Linked DNA regions of Mus musculus: regions 1, 3 and 4 are each linked to region 2. The links are chromatin contacts, called in public Hi-C, HiChIP or PLAC-seq and promoter capture Hi-C maps. All regions are on one chromosome and are shown on one strand. The core of a region is the stretch at or near the end of the contact, and the rest is flanking DNA. Distances in the headings are between cores, read along the strand shown. Region 1 has its middle 3.3 kb from the start of Smbd1. Region 2 overlaps Tnk2 (tyrosine kinase, non-receptor, 2). Region 3 has its middle 21 kb from the start of Zdhhc19. Region 4 holds the start of Pcyt1a (phosphate cytidylyltransferase 1, choline, alpha isoform).

Region 1 (4,503 bases), core at 1,655-4,154, 160 kb before region 2:
ACAGTACGACTTACCCCAATGCTGTTTCAGATCATGTACTGCCTTCTGGAGAACACTGCCCCACCCCCCGAGGCTACTGCTGCCTAGCCGGTTCTGTAACTGTCCTTAAAAGACCATTCCGTTGTTTTATCAGGCCAGCTGCTTCAAGATGGTGGGGTACATGGCAAGACCAGTGAAGTTCCGTGAGCATGGGGTCCACTGTTGCTCCTCTTTGGCTGGGAAGTGAGTTCTTTGGTCAGAAGCAATGCTGTGTGGAATACCATGAGAGTGGACAAGGCATCCCATAAGTCCATGGACAGTGGCTCATATAGAAGTGTTACACGCAGGGAAGGAAAATTGGTAATCATAACAGGCAACTAATTCCAGTAAGGATAATGTATTGGCCTTTCCATGACAGAAGCAGTCAACGTTGTCAGCCTGGTGTCTGGTCTATATAGAGAGTTCCAGGACAAAGAGACTCTGTCTCAAAAAAAAAAAAAAAAAAAAAAAAGTGGGGGTGGGGAGTGGGGCTATAATACACGGAGCCAGTGAGTTTTGGAGTGCCTGCCCCTCACAGTTGCCCCCTCCTTATAAGTCTGAGAGATGGCTGCTATGTAGACTTGAGCCCTAGGGTCACATTCCTCACCTGCAGCTGGACTGAACTGGCAAACATGCCTTTCCCCTCCCCCACGACTCAACCCTGTCCTTTCTCCCCAGCCCCCTCCCGCCTGCTATGTCTCTTGAGGCTTAGCTGCTCAGCGGAGTCTCCTTTTTATAGACCAAGCTCAAGTTATCCAGGAATGCACAGGTCCTCCGTCCCAGGCACTCCCTCTGCTCACGTTACCAGAAGGTCACAGTTATGAGAGGCCACAGTGCTTTCCCCAAACTCTGACCATGTAAGTCACTTTTAAGAGACACAGGTCCTTTGCTGTTTTCTTCAGCTATAAAGAGCCCACACTCTAGAACCTCCACTTTCCGAGGCAATGGAAACGTGTCCCTTGTTGCAAAGGGTCAGCTGGTCGTTAAAACAAAACGAAATGAAACGCAAGCCTCTCACTTCCACCCGCCAGCTTGGTTTTACATTTTTTAATTATCTTTTTCATTGGGGGGGGGAGGGGGGAGGGCTGTGCCACTGTGCATATGTGAAGCTCAGAGGACAACTTGCAGGAGTTGGTTCTCTGCTTCCACCGTATGGGGGTCCCGGCTCGTTTGATAAAGCTCTGTCTCTCTGGAAGTCCTCAGTGCTGTAAGATCAGGGAGCTGGTACTGTTCCCTCGCTGCAGTGATTTCCACGCATGCGCGAGCCTCCTTCACCTGCCGCTGCCAAGGGGCGCCCAGCCACACCCAGCGTTCAAGGCGGTGAAGGTGGCCACTCTGAAAAGATCTTTCACCTCAATCCCTGTGACCTGAAGTCCAGCTCCTTGCACACCGCCCAGTCAGTTCCTGCCATTCCATCCCACTTCCCCATGTCTACGCTATCCCTGGTGACATCTTCTGGAACTTCCCAATTTCACTTTCCGTGCTGCGGAAGGACGCTCACAGATGTGGAATAATCTCTTTTTAAATCATGGTCTCTCACATTAGGTTTCAGGCCAAAGCTACTGTCTACTGTCTCTAGAAGGTTCACTTTTCTGTTCTTTTAAAAAGATTCCTTTTTATTATTTTAAAGTATGTGTGCACTCTGTGAGGGGTGGGAAGCAATATGCACGCGTGTGTGCCAGTGGCAGAGGCATAGCATCCTTTAAAGCTACAGTTACTAGTAGTTTGAGTACCATTGTGGGCACTGGGACCAAACAGGAGCCAAATGCAATTTTAAATGCTGAGCTGTCTCTCCAGTCCCCCACTTTTCCATTCTTAACAGGGACCACCCCAAACCTTTCCTAACTGCCACTCCACGGATCCTTTCATTTACCCCACATCACAAAGAAATGGTGGCATCCAGAACAGATGCCCTCCTCACTCTGCCAGAGCTCCTCTGTGCCAGGCCACATCTCTATTCTTCTACCTTGTCGCTAAATTGCAGGGGCTAGGATGCAGAAGCCTCTGTGGATTGTGCTAAAAAGCCAAATAGACTGGAAGGCGACCCCACCCAGCCAGCTGGGTGTGGTGGTGCAATTTGTAATCCCAGCACCCCAGAGGCTGAGACTAGATTCTGAGTTCCAGGCCAGCACAAACTACATAGCCAGACCCTATTTTATAAACAAACAAATAAACCAAACAAAAATATTCCATAGACCAATGTGCACAGAAAATGAAGTGCTCTCCTGGGAGAATTTGGCTTCATCTCTTGTGGCCATTTCTTGTGTGTTTAACTTCTCACCGAGAGTAGAGGCACTAATAATAAAGTGTTGACACGTTTTTTTTTTCCATTTTAAAAATCCAGACTGGGGCTAGAGAGATGGTTCCACAGTTAAGAGCGTTCACTGTTCTTGAAGAGGACCTGAGGTCAGTTCCCAACACACACGTGGCAGCTCAAAATTACTCTAACTCCAGTTCGGGGAATCTATCGCCCTCTTCCGGCCCCTACAGGCCCTGCATATGTGGGATGCACATACATTCAGCCACCAAACATTTATTAATTAAAAGTCGGAATAAATAAATATTTTAAAAATATTTATCTCTTAAGTTTACTTTCCTCCAAGTTATTTCCTCTTTAATGGCCAAACACCTCCAAAACAATGACTGCACGTTCTGCCAACTTCTGAACATCTGCTACCCTCAATTAAGCCAAATACTACTTCCTTCCTATTCCCACTTCCTTAGAAATACGTAGGCCCGAGGGTCCCTGTGCCATCTGGAGGGGTAACCCGAGTGGACTCTTCGCAGTGTGGCCCTTCTGGATGCCTGAGAAATATTTGAAGTAGCGATGCAGCAAGCAGTTTCTCTTAGAGAGGAAGGACACTGTCCTGTGCTGGTGGCGCCATCTGCTGGTATTGCAGATGTTATACCCAACTTGTTTTCTCTCTCTTCCTCCCCTTGGGCTCTCAAGGGAGGCATCCCCGCAAGATGGGTGAAGAGATAGTCAAATCATCTAGACAAGCCACACCTAAGTCTTTGCTTCTACTACATGGAAACACCCCCCCCTCCCCGTTGAAGTCATCAGGGCGACACCCATAGACCTCTGAGAGAAGAAAAAAAAAATCCCCTTCTAGGGCTGGAAAGATGGCTCAGGGGTTAAGAGCACTGACTGCTCTTTCAGAGGTCCAGAGTTCAAATCCCAGCAACCACATGGTGGCTCACAACCACCTGTAATGGGATCTGATGCCTTCTTCTGGTGTGTCTGAAGACAGCTACAGTGCACTTATATACATAAAATAAAATAAATCTTTAAAAAAATTTCCCTTCTAGCCAGGCAGTGGTGGTGCACACCTTTAATCCCAGAACTAGTGGAGGCAAGACACCAGAGGCAGCCAGATCTCTGTGAGTTCAAAGCTAGCCTGGTCTACAGAGTGAGTTCTAGGACAGCCAGGGCTACATACACAGAGAAACCTCGTCTTTAAAAGGAAAAAAAGTGTCTCTTCATGTAACCCAACCCAAGGCCCTGAGAAGTCGATGAGCTCACTGGAATATGAGTATTATGCCTGCAGCTCCCATTATACTTAAGCCGCATGCTTTCTCCCCAATAGTAGGACTAAAGGAAAGCTGTCCACTCTCAACACTTTAACTCATCACAGTGAAACAAGTTCTAGCCACTCTAAAAAGGTGGGAAAAGGAAATGAGATAGATCTGTGTTTGCAGATGTCACGGTTATGTAGAAAGTCCCAAGGAATTTGTTTCTAAAAACAAATCTAGAATAATGGAGTGAGCCCTGCTGACACATGGTGTATGACTTTGACCTCTGGGGCTGTGAGAAGACAGATCTCTTCTATTTTATTAGCTAGTTTAGAGAGCGGGTCTCGCTAAATCATAGCCTTCTTGGCCACTGGCTCCCTGAGAGCCAGTTTTCCATCCCAGCTTCTGCACTTTTAAAGATTATTATTATACCATTATGCTTCCAGCTACACATTGCAGGAACCCTACCAAGACACCAGACAAAAGACAGTTTGTTTTCCTAACATTTCAAGAGCCCCAGGGGAAGCACACCAATTGATGCCTCTGGTTTGCTTACATAGTGATTCCTTTGCGGCCCAGGCTCCTTCCATCCTTCTGTCCTGTCAGGCTCAGCATACCGCCATTTGCTTTATCTGCATGTCTTTACCTGGTGATTGTTGTTGCCACATAAACAAACAAAAAAATCTAATAAAGGTAGGAAGGGGCAGGTGAGGACACTCAGAGGATAAAGTGCTCACTTTGTGAGCCTAACAACCTGAGTTTGAGCCTCAGAACCCATGATGGAAGGAGCGAGCTGATTCTCAAAACTAGTCTTTTGGCATCCAAATGCGTGTGTGTATGCGTGCCCCCTCCCCTATGATAGCTAAAATATAAATTTAAAAAGCATAAGTAAAAATGCCAGAGAGAAATGGGGTGTTATATCAGAGTTCTCTAGAGAAACAGAACTGGTAGAATTTATGTATATTAAAATGG
Region 2 (4,856 bases), core at 1,379-3,878:
ACAGGGAGATCACACAGTAAATGCCAAGATCACAGCTCCCTTCTCTTCCTGCTCCAGAAACCTGGGGGCTCCCTGCTGGCAAGACAAGGGATGTCTGGACTCCAAGCAAGCCAAGAAAGATATAGACACTCAAATTAGAGGCTTCCAATAAATGGCCTATTCAAGTCACCACAGAAAACGGTCAACAATCCACCCAGCACCACACAGCCTCACAAGCGTCTTCCTTGATTAGAAGCGAAAACAAAAATTATCAAATACCAAATAAAGCCTCTAACTTGGGAGAGCAAAAAAGCAACTGAGGAGGGGGAAAAAACAGGCTCTGGAGAAGAAAATTTCAGACAGAAAATTCTCAGTAATATGCTCGAACTGATAAAATGTATCCACAAAATAAGAACAAGGGCCGTTTTTTGTGTTTAAACCAAGGAAACAAAGTATCAAAAACTGGGCTATCGAGAAGGCTCAGCCCTTACGGTTCATGCCTGCCCTCCAAGCCTGCCACCTAAGGTTAGATCCTGAGTTTGATCCCCAGGAAACACAGTGGAAGAAGAGTACCAACTTTCACAAGCTATCTTCTAATGGCCACACATGGGCCATCACAGCATGCATGTACTGTTTTAAGATCACCGGTAAGAAAGCAGACTAGGCTAGGGAGATGGCTGCAAAAGTGCAAGAACCTGAATCTGTATAAAGTGTATGAATCTGCCCGGCAGTGGTGGCGCACACCTTTGATCCCAGCACTTGGGAGGCAGAGGCAGGCGGATTTCTGAGTTGGAGGCCAGCCTGGTCTACAAAGTGAGTTCCAGGACAGCCAGGGCTACACAGACAAACCCTGTCTTGAAAAACCAAAAAATAAAAATAAATAAAAAATTTTATTTATATATATATGTATGTGTGTGTGTGTGTGTGTGTGTGTGTGTGTGTTAAGAATCTACACAACCCCACTTTAAAGCCAGCAAGTAGCACTGGCTCACTGGCTCAAAATGAAGTAGAAAACTAGGGTTGTCCCTTACTCTTCACACATGAACTACATGTGCAAAGCATGTGAACATCCACATTCACAGACAAATCATGTATACTGACACACACACACACACACATACACACACAGAGAGCAGACAAAGGAGAAAACATCCATATCCACCCCAAATAGCAGGCAGGCTCACAGCAGGCATTTCTAAGTACAGGCTACTGTTTTGTTGTTATTGTTGTTGTTGTTGTTTTCAAGACAGGGTTTCTCTGTGTAGCCCTGACTGTCCTGGAACTCTCTTTGTAGACCAGGCTGGCCTCGAACTCAGAGACTGCTCTGCCTCTGCCTCCCAAGCACTGAGATTAAAGGCGTGCACCACTATGCTCCACTGGCCACTGTCTTTTAAACCTAATGTACACACAAGCCACAAATGCAGATTCTGAATTCAAAGATAAAGGCTGAGTCCAAGAGTCTGAATTTACAACAAGCTCTTGAGAGATGCTGTGGTCACTGGTCCATAAAATACCATCTGAAAACAAGGATCTCTTAGCTCTTAGTTCTTTATCCAGCTGAGCATTGAAATCATCTAGGCATTTTGAAAATGTCAACATTGGACTCCATTCCGTATGATTCTAATCAAATTGGTCTAATCAGTCCTGAAGCCTCTTTAGATGGATCTGAACTTGGGCTGAGAACCACAGCTCTAGACAAACCTCTAATTGTTGCAGTCGTTTTTCCTGGCCTAGCCAATCCATTAAAAAATACATCTTCACATCACGAAAATCAACATCAGCTTGTAGACCTACTCACTGTTCAGATCGTTCTAAATCCCAAGTCTCATTAACATGAGTGGAGAAGGAATTTATTCTGAGAATTTTCCCTTGCTAGATTCCCATACTCAGCCCGACCTTTCAAAACACAATCTTCTTTTAAACGTGACTTTTAAGTTTCAGTGAGTCGAGGCTCTCTGGGAAGGAGACATCTTTTAGGGAGCTATAGATTAGCTAATGGGACAGTATAGTTTCAACAGCTCTTCATGCAGCAAAGGACTTTAAACTTCAACACTCAACACTCTGATGGTTTGGATAGGAAGTGTTCTCAGAAAGGCTCATGGTCAAGGCGTGGTCAATGGCATTTTGGTGTTACCGAGAGTGACTGGATCATGAGGTGTCTGACCTGGTCAATGAATCAATTATTTGATTGAGTCACGATCTGAGGCCATTAGCAAGCCATGGATGGATCTGGCAAAAGGAAACAGGTCACTAAGGACGTGCTTTTGACACCTGCCCCTTCCTGTCTAACTTCCTACCTCCAGGAAGTTCCAAGCATTGCCCTGCCATGCCCTTCTGCAGCTACAGACTGCCTCACCATAGGCCCAAAAGCCATGGAGCTATCCAAGCCCAGACCGAAGCCATCTCTCCAAGCGTTTCCTCCCTCAAGCTGATTTCCTTATGTCCTTATCACAATGATAAAATAACTCATGTAAGTAAGTGCAAACTATGAAACCTGAAACACAATGGCTCACACCCTCAAGACTTGGAAGGGAAGCAGTTTCTGACCTAGATCTCTCTATTCATGTAACCACCAACTAAGCATAGCCTGCTATGGGTACTATCAAAGGCTTCCTCTTCAGGAAGCTACACAGGATGTGTGCTACCAAAACCATCAAGAGGAGGAAGTATGGTTTGAACAGGAAATGGCCCACAGGCTCAAGTGTTCTGGTATACGGTCCCCAGCTAGTGATGCTGTTTTGGTAATCTGTGGGAACTTCAGATGGGGCTAGCTGGGGGAACGGGGGATTTACAGCCCAGACTCCAGCACAGGTATTCTCTGCTTCCTGAAATGAGAAGTGAGCCATACCATACAGCCCTGCTACCATGGAAGGAGCTGCCTGCCACCATACCTTCCCCAGCCCCATGATGAGCTGTATCTCCTGACCGCTGATTACATCATAGGGAGACCCCTGTCAAGAAAGAAAAGAGTCTGTCATGCCTTTAATCCCAGCAGAGGCAGGCAGATTTCTGAATTTGAGGCCAGCCTGAACAACAGAGTAAGTTCCAGGACAGTCAGGGGTATACAAAGAAACCTTATATCAAAAAAAAAAAAAAAAAAAAAATTAAAAGGAAGGAAGGAAGAAAGAGAGAAAAGGAAAAATGAAGTCTGTTTAATACTGATCTGATTTGGTTAGAAGCCTGAAACCTTTCTGCCCAGGGTATTTTTGCATTGAATCCTGGAACCTGCTCTACAGTTCTGCTTTTTAGCCCCTGCTGTGTGTTTAGTAATATGGTTCTATTATGGAGTTGGAGTACATTTTTCTTTGTGTAACTGTGTCAAATGAGTTAAAAAAAAAAAAAAAAAAAAACCTAAAAGTCATGAATAGTGCTGCACACCTTTAATCCTGACACTTGGGAAGCAGGGTCAGGTGGATCTCTGTGAGTTCAAGGCTAGCCTGGTCTATAAAGTGAATATCAGGCCAATCAGGTATACAAAGTAAGGCCCCTGTCTCAAAAAAAAAAAATTTTTTTTTAATTAAATCCTCTTGTAAAAGGGGGTGGGGTTGGGCTGGTGAGATGGCTCAGTGGGTAAGAGCACCCGACTGCTCTTCCGAAGGTCCAGAGTTCAAATCCCAGCAACCACATGGTGGCTCACAACCATCTGTAACGAGATCTGACGCCCTCTTCTGGTGTGTCTGAAGACAGCTACAGTGTACTTACATGTAATAAATAAATCTTTAAAAAAAAAAAAAAAGGGGGGGTGGGGTTAAAAAAAATGGCTTAGCAACCGGGCAATGGTGGAGGCAGAGGCAGGTGGATTTCTTTTTTCTTTTTTTTTTTTTAAGATTCATTTATTTATTATATGAAAGTACACTGTAGCTGCCTTCAGACACTTCAGAAGAGGGCATCAGATTTCGTTATAGATGGTTGTGAGCCACCATGTGGTTGCTGGGATTTGAACTCAGGACTTTCGGAAGAGCAGTCAGCGCTCTTAACCACTGAGCCATCTTGCTAGCCCGGCAGGTGGATTTCTGAGTTCAAGGCCAGCCTGGTCTACAAAGTGAGTTCCAGGACAGCCAGGGCTATAAAGAGAAATCCTGTCTCGAAAAACAAAAACAAACAAAAAAAAATGGCTTAGCACTTAAGAGCACTGGCCACTCTTCCAGAGAACCTGGGTCAAGTTCCCTACATCCACACAGCAACTCACAACTGTCTGCAATTTTAGTTCCAGGGGATCAGGCACCTCCTTCTGGCCCCTGTTGGGCACCAGGCACATATGTGGTACATATACATCCATGCTGCCAAAACACTCATGCAATGCACACAAAAATAAATAAAATCTAAGAAGAAAGAGAATAAGGGGCAGCTAGCTTTCCAAGACGAAAGAGGGGAAAAAATGTCCTAAGTTGAGAAGACGGAGCTGAAACCCCAGGGAAGGTACAGTGCTTACAATTCAGAGCACTAGAAAAGAAGCAGCCCCAGAGATCTCTGCCAAAGGTCCCCTCAGGAATCTGCTGAGCATGGCTCTCAGCACGTGAAGAAACTGACAAGACTGGGGAAGGACCACCCAGGGGGTAGGAAGAAAATGGTGCTGAGCACTTACCACTCCAGGAGAGTGCTTGCTCGCTCTCAGCAGTAACTATTGAGATTATTATTTTTATTATTACTCATTGTAGCTTAGAAGTTAAGGTTCTTATTTAAACGAACCAGTGCCAGTGTGGTATGGGTTTTGTAATATAACTGGTTCAAAGAGAGGAGAAATGATGGCATATCATTTCAGGTTCTTACTCTAACATCACTTGACAGTAAACTACAGAAAGTAAAAGATGCACACTCTGAGTGCCCAGCCCTCTTGCCTCCATTCTGAGTGCCAGGGCTACCAACATGCAACACTA
Region 3 (4,458 bases), core at 1,576-4,075, 130 kb after region 2:
CAGTCTGTGGAAAATAATGACTGTGTTGAAGAGTATAGTCCACGTGCAATCTGATGAACATAGGCACCCTCTCTTGTCACTTTTTTGTTGTTGTTGTTGTTGTTTTTCGAGACAGGGTTTCTCTGTGTAGCCCTTGCTGTCCTGGAAGTCACTCTGTAGACCAGGCTGGCCTCGAACTCAGAAATCTGCTTGCCTCTGCCTCCCGAGTGCTGGGATTAAAGGCGTGTGCCACCACACCCGGCCCCTCTTGCCACTTTTAAGCAAATTCATCAAAGACAAACCTGTGTCCTGGCTGGGGAGATGGCTCAGTGGGTAAAGTGCTTGCTACGTGGACATGAGGAGCTAAGGTTGGATTCCCAGAACTCACGTAAAAGCTGAGCACCGTGTCCTGTATCTGTAGTCTAGTACCAGGGGAGGGCAGAGACAGGTTCCATGAGGCCTGCTAGTCAGCCAGGCTGACCTAACCAGCAAGCTCAGTGAGACCCTGACTACAACACACATACACTACAAAAACAACATATATACAATACACAAAACACAACACACGCATGCATGCACACAACACACACACACACACACACACACACACACACACACACACACCACAAACATGATCTAAAACAAAAAGAAATCAGTCTCCAAATCCTTCAGCTCAAGGGGAGGTCAAGCTTTTGAACTACCAACATTCATTTTTAACATTCACTTGATAAACAATTCATTGACATTCCATTGATAAACAATGGAAATATGAGGTCCCTGGGGAAGGACCTGCTGGGTTGTCACATTGTGACTCATGAAAGGCCCTCATGAGTTGCTTGACTTTGTGCTAAAGCTGCAGGCCTTGGAAGTGGGTGTCACGGGGATGTTCCAAGCCATCCTGGAGGTCCAGGATGAGGGCAACCATTGAAGGACAACGGTCTAATGTGAAGTGAGACTTTAGCTCATTCTGGGAGGGTGGGGTTAGGATGTCACTTCTAGGTGGCGCACATCACCTGCCAGTCTACACCTGAGGTTTGCTTCCCTGGTCAAAGTCCTAGAGCAGTGTGCACAGGCGGGCCTGGCTCTGTCAGCACACAGTCCTTGGTTCTGCTGGAGGGTTGAGGATACAGGATCAATCGGGGCAGGATTTTACCTCTTCAGATCCAGATTAATGAAGAGATGCAGTGAGGCCCCCCCCATGTAACAATTCCCTGACTGTGTGCCTTTCACTACAGCACAGGACACCTTTGATTGTTCACAGTTGCCTAGGATTAAGGCAGGCCGGGGTGTAACTGGTCCCCTAGCTCACTGAGGTGGCTAAGACTGGAGGGAGGGGCAGCGTCAGGTACTTAATGGTATCTATTACACAACAGCACGTCCCCACAGCTTACTGCACTGCAGTCTCACGGCAGGTAAGAAAGTTACGAAAGCCAGGTATAGCGGCTCACACTTGTAATTCCAACCTGTGTCATGGGCTGAGACACCAGGATTTCTGTGAGTTCCAGGCCATCGCCATCTACAATGAAATGCTGTCTCTAAATAAATAAATAAATAAATAAATAAAAGACAGCTACCTGATATAATTTGAATATTCTTTTTTCTTCTTCTGGTTTTTTTGAGACAGAGTTTCTCTGTGTAATAACCCTGGATGTCCTGGACTTGCTCTGTAGATCAGGCTGGCCTCAAACCCACAGAGATTTACCTGCCTCTGCCTCCTGATTAAAGGCGTGCGCCATAATACCCAAGGATGACTTGAATACTCTAAGGATGGAGGCCGGGCACAACTTTCAATTTTCGTGTATTCCATGCTGCAGTCAGAGCACATTTCCCCAGGGCATGTGCTGTATTTAGGTGCTTGGGGTACTCCACACAGTGACTCAGGGGTTCTTTCCTTTGCAGTCCCTCCTCCCTCCTCCTCCTCCTCTTCTTCTTCTTTCTCTCTCTCTCTCTCTCTTCTCTCTTTCTCTCTCTGTCTCTGTCTCCAGGACCTCATTTGTGCTAGGCAAGCCCTCTAACCTGAAAACAAGACCACGATACATGTGAACAAGGAGAGGAAACTTACAGAAATGATAAGAAATTTCTTGCAGGATGGTGGTGGTACACACCTTTAATCCCAGCACTCAGGAGGCAGAGGCAGGTGGATCTCTGTGAGTTTAAGGCTAGTCTGCTCTACAGAGGGAGCTAGGACAGCCAGGGTTACCCAGAGAAACCCTGTCTTAAAACAAACAGACAGACAAAACCAAAACAAACACAACAACAACAAAAGAAAAAAGAAGAAAGACTCATGTTTTTCTTGAGTGTTTAACTGACAACCTAAAGTCAGATGGAAGAACAGACATAATTTCTTCTGCTTGGGGAATTAAGGAAATATAAAGGGGGCAGAAGTGAAGTGTAGGCTGAGGGAAAGGGGTGAACTCAGTTGACCAAGTAGGAAACAGCAGCAGGTGGCTGGGGTCGAGTCAGAGAGAGGGCGCGGGGATGGGGACTTGGGGTGGGGCACACACAACGGTTTATGTCCTATCCACTGAGGAGGTCGCTTAAACCCGAGTTACAGCCGGAACTGAAAGATCACAGAAGGTTCTGGATCTGTCTGAGGAGGAGGGCATGGGGGCTGGCAGGACGGAGGCCTGAGAACAAAGAGAGTCAATTCTGCTGGCGCATTTTCCTCAGGGGAGAAGCAGGCTTCCCATGAACTCGATCTGAAATGGGTTTAAACTCCTGCCATCACAGGGTAGTGTAGACAGGGATGGGGATTAAGATGCAGCTGTGATTGGCAGGTGGAAGACACACCCCACCCCACCCCACCCCGCTCCTCAGCCTTGGGGAGAGCCTGGCCCATCCTACTTTGAGGCAGAGGGAGCGGCTTCCGCCCTGAGCCAGTGTTCTAAGGACTGAGCCTCCCGTGCTACAACCTCCTTGTAATATGCGATCATTGTCACCCACCCAGGGAGCTGTGGGGACCTGGTATAAGGAGGGACCTGCGACACACATGCCGCTGTGTCCTGCCATTATACAAGCCTATTTGGTCCCCTCCTTTCCCTATTGAAGCTTCAGGGCTGGAGTGGCTGTCCAGGCAACCGCTCTGCCTGAAGCCTCTTTGTTCCTGAGGTTGCAGCTGCCTGGCAGTGTAGGCGGTGTAAGCAGCTTTTCGTGATTCAGACCCAGGCAAAGAGAAAAAAAAAAAAATCTAATTTGAGATCAGAGCCCACAGCTGAGGGGGAGGGAGTGTGGGGGCTGCTTCCTCCCGGGTTGGGAGAGGGGCCCAGGCTGTGTTGAGGGCTTAGGTGGCTGGGCCTGCACAGGGGTGGGCAGCAACAGCTGTGCCAATAAAACTGCCCATAAGCATCTGGTCCCGATTATTTTCAGGTAATATCTGAGCTGTTCTGTGTGTGGAAGAAGAACATTTTTCATAGTCACCCGGCAAGGCAGAGGGAAAGCTAGCCTGAAAATCAGGTGTCCTGACACCCCCTGACCACAGCTAGAATCAATCCCCTTACATAGGAAACTCCTGACACCATATTTGATCAATTTGCTTCCAGTTTTTAAAATAATTTTATTTACTTATTTAGTGTACATCCGTGATCTTCCTACTTTTGTGAGAGAGGGTGTCAGATCGCCTGGAACTGGAGTTACAGTTGTGTGCTGCCATGTGGGTGCTGAGAATTGAACCTGGTCCTTCGGAAGAGCAGCCAGTGCTCTTAACTGCTGAGCCATCTCTCCAGTCCCCTCCAGTCTTCTAAAAATCAGCATGTAATTTTTTTTTTTTACTTAAAAGGTTTATTTTTTTTTTTATGTATATGGCTATCTGTCTGTGTATGTGTGTGTGTGTATTTATGTGTGCACCACAGGTGTGCCTGGTGCCTGCAGAGATCAGAAGAGGCCACCTGACCTCTGGAAACTGGAGTTATAGATGGTTATGAGCCAACATGTAAGTGCTGGGACCAAACCTAGGTCCCCTGCTAGAGCAGCCGGGTGCTCTTAACCACCGAGCCTTCTCTGTGGCCCCTACACACGTAACTTCATAATAGCATTTGATCATACTATAAATAAGTGCATTCTTTTTTAAAACTTCCCTTTGTCCTTGTCTCCTGGACACACCATGGCCGCTCAGTGTTTGCTGCGTGAATGAGAAATGGACTCTTCTTCCCACTGTTCGGTTCAGGCCCCAGGTTGTTTTGTTTTTAACATCTTTACTTGAGGAGACAATATACTTGTTACTATTTAGTGTGTGCGTGTGTGTGTGTGTGTGTGTGTGTGTGTGTGAAATGGAGTGTGTATTAGTGTGAGTGTGTCTTCATGGTATATGTGTGGTGTGTCTATGTAGCATGTTTGTATGAGTATGTGTGGGTCTGTGTGGTATGTATGTAAGTGTGTGTGTGTCTATGTGATATGTGTGTGGTGTGTGTGTGTGTTCTGTGTGGAGTGTGTACATGTGTGTGTTCTGTGTGTGTGTATGTATGTGTGACTTGTGTGTATATG
Region 4 (4,614 bases), core at 406-2,905, 220 kb after region 2:
GCAGTTTCTCCACAACAAACGCCTATATCCTTATTGCTTCTATAACTATCACCATCCCTATTTCAATATAGCTTTTGGCTCTCCCAACAAAAATTGTGTTTTAGTCCTCAATCATAACTAGCTATCTTGATTACGGTCAAATAGCTTTCTCCAGTTAAGGCCATCTGTTGGAGCCTGTGGCCAGCACAGGTCCCAGTTCCTAACTCACTCTACACTTACTTCTCTGCAGTTCCTTAATCATAGAATCATTACAGAAAGAAAAACCTCAAATAATCCAAACCCACTACTTCTCAAACTAAAAAAGCAACAACAGCAAAAAGCTAGACATGGTGGCATGCACCTTTAATCTTGAGGCAGAGGCCAGGAGTCTCTGTGAGTTCAAGGCCACCCTGGTCTAGATGGTTCCAGGTCAGTGGCTATACATAGTGAGATCCTGTATTAATGCCTCAGAGCCAGCACTGGTGAGGCAGAAATAGGCAGATCTCTGAGTTCAAGGCCAGCCCGGTCTACAGAGGGAGTTCCAGGACAACCAGGGCTACATAGAGACACCTTGACTTGAAGAAACAAACTCACAAGCAAGAGCAAAGAAACAAAACCAAAACACTTTAAGTCCACCAAAATTTTTAAGCCCAACTGAAAATACTTGTCTCAGCCTCCTGGGTGTCTGAATTCTAGTTGTGTATCACCACACCCAGTTTTCAAACTTTAGCTCGTTTACTGCATACGTAGTAAGATGTAGGAAGCTAACTTTATAGCATCATTGCAAACACACCTGAAACCTATTTTATAAATCCTTACTATGTGAACACAGCGGGGATTTCTATTGTAGACCAGTTGTCTGTATTTAGTTAGTTGCCATCCAACTAAACTGTCTTCACAGCCCAATAGTAAACTGGGACTCAGAGTTGGGTGGCATAATCCAACTCTGAACTTTCCGCTTACTGACGAAGACACTAGCTCAGTGGTGAACTAAGTTTCTCACCCACGGAAGTTTGCCCGTAAAATTCAAACTCTGGTCTGGTCTCACACCAGTGCGGTTTCTTCGTAAGACCTGTGCCGGGTGGGTCCCTCGCTCATTCACTCACACTTTGTACACAAACACAAGTGCAAAGCACCACCCCCAATTCCTGATCTTACATTCTCCTCCAAGTCAGCCCTCAAAGTCGCTGCTTGTCGGTGAGCGCGCCCTCGCAGCCGCTGCTTCATGGTCCCTCGGATCAATCCCCTCAGTCACTATCCATCGATCAGTCAGTCCCCGGGTAGTCACTGCTGCATACTTACTCGGTCATGGTCCCGTCGCAGCCTCTGCCTCGTGCTCTCCGAGGTCAGAGTCCCTCGCATTTACTGCTCCGGGGGTCACAGACCCCTCACAAGCGGCCACCCCTGGGTCACAGTCCTCTTGGCTGTCATTGTACCTCGGTCACAGTAGCCTCCTGCTTCACACTTTCCCTAGCTGTCACTGGCCCACTCTTCAGTCGCAGCCCCCTCACGCTCCCAGCCCGCCTTTGTCCTCGCAAAGCACCCACTACCCGGAGTTTCCTTACCTCAACTCCTCCAGGCTCCGGTCCCCCTCGGATCCCTTCCCCGCGCCGCGTCACCGACTAGCGAAGTCAAATGGGTTGCGGGGAGACGCCCGGGAAACATCTGACCGGACTGCGGACCGGAAGTCCCGCCTCCCGCCCGCCCTCTTGTCAATGCCACCTCCGCATTCCTGAAAACCACAACCTGACAGAGTAGTTCCGCTTCCAGAGGGGCCGGGCGCGTGGGGTGACTGAGCCGAAGCGCTGGAGGCAGGCGCGGGGTCGGCGGGCTCGGAATTCCGGATGTGTGGCGCCTCCTGCCGCCGGTCTCCCGGCGTCCCCTGCGCCCGCTGCCCCTCGCCTTCTCCGCAGGGCTGGGGCTCCGATGTCCGACCTCCCCGAGGACTTCGAGCCCGCCGGCTCGGTCAGGCGAGCTCGGGTCTGAGCTCATCCTCTGTCTGCCAGTTATTCGGACCTGGGTTGACTCATCAGAAAACGAGCCTAGAAATCGACCCGGGAAGTAGTGGAGCAGGAGTAGAGGCGAGGGCAAAAATGCACAGACAAGGAGGCTGTAGTCTAGGGAACGAACTTCCTACGGTGAGCTTTTGGGGGATTTTGTTTGGCCGAGTCCCCCCCCCCCACACACACACACACACAACACACTTCTAAGATTTTGTGTGTCCACGGAGGCCATAAATGGGGTGACATGTCTTGGAGCTAGAGTTAACGGGCCTTTGTGAATACCTGGGTGCTGGGACCTGAACTCTAGTGGGTTTTGTTTTTTTTGGTTTTTTGGTTTTTTGTTTTTTGTTTTTTGTTTTTTTTTTTTTCGTTTTTTCGAGACAGGGTTTCTCTGTGTAGCCCTGGCTGTCCTGGAACTCACTCTGTAGACCAGGCTGGCCTCGAACTCAGAAATCCACCTGCCTGTGCCTCCCCAGTGCTGGGATTAAAGGCGTGCACCACCACTGCCGGGCTAATTCTAGTCTTAATTGAACAGTAAGTGCTTTTAACTCTTAACCACTGAACTCTCTCTCCAGACTTTTTGAGGGGAATTAAAAGTAACTATCAGACATGGCCTTTACTGTTGCCGAGACTGGCCTGGACCTTACTATTTGTCCCATGCCGGCCTTGAATTTGCAGTGGACCTCCTGCCTCAGACTCTAGAGTGCGGTCATTAGCCGCCACACCCTGTGCAATTCTGTAGCTGTAAGGCAAGTGGGAAGAAAACTCTACAGGAGAAAGATGGGGGGGGTGGGGGTAGACTTTTATGTATTTGTTTGCATTTTTTACTTGAAGATAACTGAGAGGAAAGAGGATGGGTGAACTTGTGCATCTGCTGAGGTGCTTCTAAGGAGAAAAATGATTAAAAGCTAGCACACACACTTAAGTTCAAATAGGTATTTGGACTTGGCAGATAAAATGCCCCCAAAAAAGGACTTCGTAGCTGGAGGAGACACCAAGGGCCTCTCTGGGGAAGATGGGCATCACAAAGGTAGTAGTTTAGACTGTAGCTAACATAGAAACCTAGGAATCTTTTTATGGTGGTGGTTATTTTCTAGACAGGGTGTCTCTGTATAGAGCAGGCTAATGTATAATTCACAGAGATCCACCTGCTTCTGCCTCTTGGGTGCTGGGATTAAAGGCGTGTGACAGCACCACCTGGCTGAAACTCCTTGCTCTACTTTCATGTACACTTGAAATTTCTCAGACCCTGTCACTAAACAAAAGGGATATACCTTTAAGCAGTGAGCTGTGTAAACCATAGGGTAGTCAGCCAATAGCTGAGCACAAATAACAGGCCAGAAGAAACGAAAGCAACAGTACAAAGAAAGTAAGTTTTTATAATGGTGCAAAATTTGAAATTAGCCCCTTGATAAGGAAAGGTCAAAATTCAAATGGTATAACCTAATGATATAAATGCAGCTATTATGAAAGTCATAAAAACTATTCATGACATAAGGGGTGAAAACACACAATTTATTTTATAAATATTTTTTTACATCTTATAAGGAACAATGAATAGAAAATATACCCAAGTATCTAGTCATCTGACATATTAAAATGAATTTTCCCCTTTTTCTCTATATTTTCCAAATGTAGAAAGGGCAGAGATAACATAATAAAATCAAGCCATTTAAACATATACAACTTAACAGATTTTAGGTACCAAAGTGCCAACTTGTTTTTATTTGGTCAGGAAATTTAACAATATAAAAAAGTTAAGGTTCCTTGAAGTCACACTTCCCAACGATTCAATAGTAGAAACACCCAAATGCTGCCACCACACAGAATAAGCTGTCCTACAATGAAAAAGACAGAAAACAGAAATCCGCAGGGTTAGTGCTAATGAGAAAGTAGGCCAAGCTGGCCACTGAAACTGACACACACTAGATCCTTGTCAATTTTCTTTTTTCCCTTTGTCTTCAGGGAATCTAGCTATGTAACACAAAAGGCTTCAAACTTGGAATGGTCTTCCTGCCTCAGCCTCCCACGTGTAGGGATTGCAGGTGTGACCCTCTATATCCTGCCAACTTACTTTGCTCAGGGTTTCAGTTAGGTCCTGAGCCCATACAGAACTGAATGGACGAAGAATGTGGGCGATGTTAATGAAAGACACAGATGTCACAGGCCTCCAAATAAGGCTGAGCACTTAACTAGACAGGTACGACTAAGCTCCAGAAAGGACTTCTTGGTCTCCTTCCCAGCCCTGTTTCTCCCTGTAGCTGCTGCCTGGAGAGGAGATGTAACAACCTTTGAAAGATCTCCGGTTGTCTGAATAAACTACACAGATTCAATTCCTGTCTCTGCTCATTGGCACCTGTAAGCAGCCAGGCACAAGGAGCTCTGTGTCTCCAGTTACTTTACTTCCTTTTTTTGTTTGTTTGTTTTTGTTTGTTTTTTGTTTGTTTGTTTGTTTGGTTTTTCGAAACGGTTTCTCTGTGTAGCCCTGGCTGACCTGGAACTCACTTTGTAGACCAGGCTGACCTCGAACTCAGAAATCCACCTGCCTGTGCCTCCCTAGCGCTGGGATTAAAGGTGTGCACCACCACGCCTGGCTACTTCCATTTTATGATTGCTTGTATTTTTCTTTAGT

Evidence for each region. A called contact is a pair of places that touch in the nucleus more often than the background predicts. HiChIP or PLAC-seq counts read pairs in DNA pulled down with a chosen protein or histone mark. Capture Hi-C pulls out chosen DNA fragments and counts their contacts.
Region 1: a promoter capture Hi-C map of adipose tissue shows a contact between it and region 2. The contact joins two enhancer-like sites. A contact is called at or near these places in 1 of 39 promoter capture datasets (liver), 1 of 15 datasets of contacts at CTCF or cohesin (the NIH/3T3 cell line), 2 of 484 Hi-C or Micro-C datasets (adipose-derived mesenchymal stem cells and stem cell-derived neural progenitor cells), 4 of 115 datasets of contacts at active chromatin or transcription factors (embryonic stem cells and pancreatic cancer cells) and 3 of 9 other capture datasets (adipose tissue, liver and pancreatic islet).
Region 3: an H3K4me3 HiChIP or PLAC-seq map of the 230-238 cell line shows a contact between it and region 2, with 31 read pairs. The contact joins two enhancer-like sites. A contact is called at or near these places in 13 of 39 promoter capture datasets (the HPC-7 cell line, cranial neural crest, embryonic stem cells and 8 more), 3 of 15 datasets of contacts at CTCF or cohesin (the G1E-ER4 cell line, embryonic stem cells and thymocytes), 12 of 484 Hi-C or Micro-C datasets (the G1E-ER4 cell line, bone marrow-derived macrophages, cardiomyocytes and 3 more), 31 of 115 datasets of contacts at active chromatin or transcription factors (the 230-238 cell line, CD8 T cells, the HPC-7 cell line and 14 more) and 4 of 9 other capture datasets (adipose tissue, liver, macrophages and 1 more).
Region 4: a Hi-C map of natural killer cells shows a contact between it and region 2, with 5 times the contacts expected there. The contact joins the promoter of Pcyt1a here to the enhancer-like site in region 2. A contact is called at or near these places in 2 of 39 promoter capture datasets (neutrophils and pre-B cells), 5 of 484 Hi-C or Micro-C datasets (CD4 T cells, embryonic stem cells, memory CD8 T cells and 1 more), 7 of 115 datasets of contacts at active chromatin or transcription factors (CD8 T cells, double positive thymocytes, effector CD8 T cells and 4 more) and 2 of 9 other capture datasets (adipose tissue and liver).

The regions. Positions count from the first base shown.
Region 1 is chr16:32,811,537-32,816,039 of GRCm38.p6, reverse strand. No RefSeq gene overlaps it. Among named protein-coding and RNA genes, the nearest start is that of Smbd1, 3.3 kb to the right of the region's middle. Within about 2 kb of position 2,904, at least 56 of the 459 cell types and tissues checked have an H3K27ac peak or open chromatin away from gene starts, as enhancers often do. A contact at or near this core is called in adipose tissue and pancreatic cancer cells, where this site is marked.
Region 2 is chr16:32,648,978-32,653,833 of GRCm38.p6, reverse strand. All of the region lies in intron 1 of Tnk2 (tyrosine kinase, non-receptor, 2), which reads right to left. Among named protein-coding and RNA genes, the nearest start is that of Tnk2, 6.8 kb to the right of the region's middle. Within about 2 kb of position 2,628, at least 114 of the 459 cell types and tissues checked have an H3K27ac peak or open chromatin away from gene starts, as enhancers often do. A contact at or near this core is called in the 230-238 cell line, CD8 T cells, the G1E-ER4 cell line and 9 more, where this site is marked.
Region 3 is chr16:32,514,863-32,519,320 of GRCm38.p6, reverse strand. No RefSeq gene overlaps it. Among named protein-coding and RNA genes, the nearest start is that of Zdhhc19, 21 kb to the right of the region's middle. Within about 2 kb of position 2,825, at least 224 of the 459 cell types and tissues checked have an H3K27ac peak or open chromatin away from gene starts, as enhancers often do. A contact at or near this core is called in the 230-238 cell line, CD8 T cells, the G1E-ER4 cell line and 4 more, where this site is marked.
Region 4 is chr16:32,427,962-32,432,575 of GRCm38.p6, reverse strand. It overlaps Pcyt1a (phosphate cytidylyltransferase 1, choline, alpha isoform), which reads right to left and starts at 1,655. Exons shown (of 9, transcript NM_009981.4): 1 at 1,545-1,655. Tctex1d2 (Tctex1 domain containing 2) reads right to left here. Exons shown (of 5, transcript NM_025329.4): 5 at 3,477-3,820. The coding sequence ends at 3,773.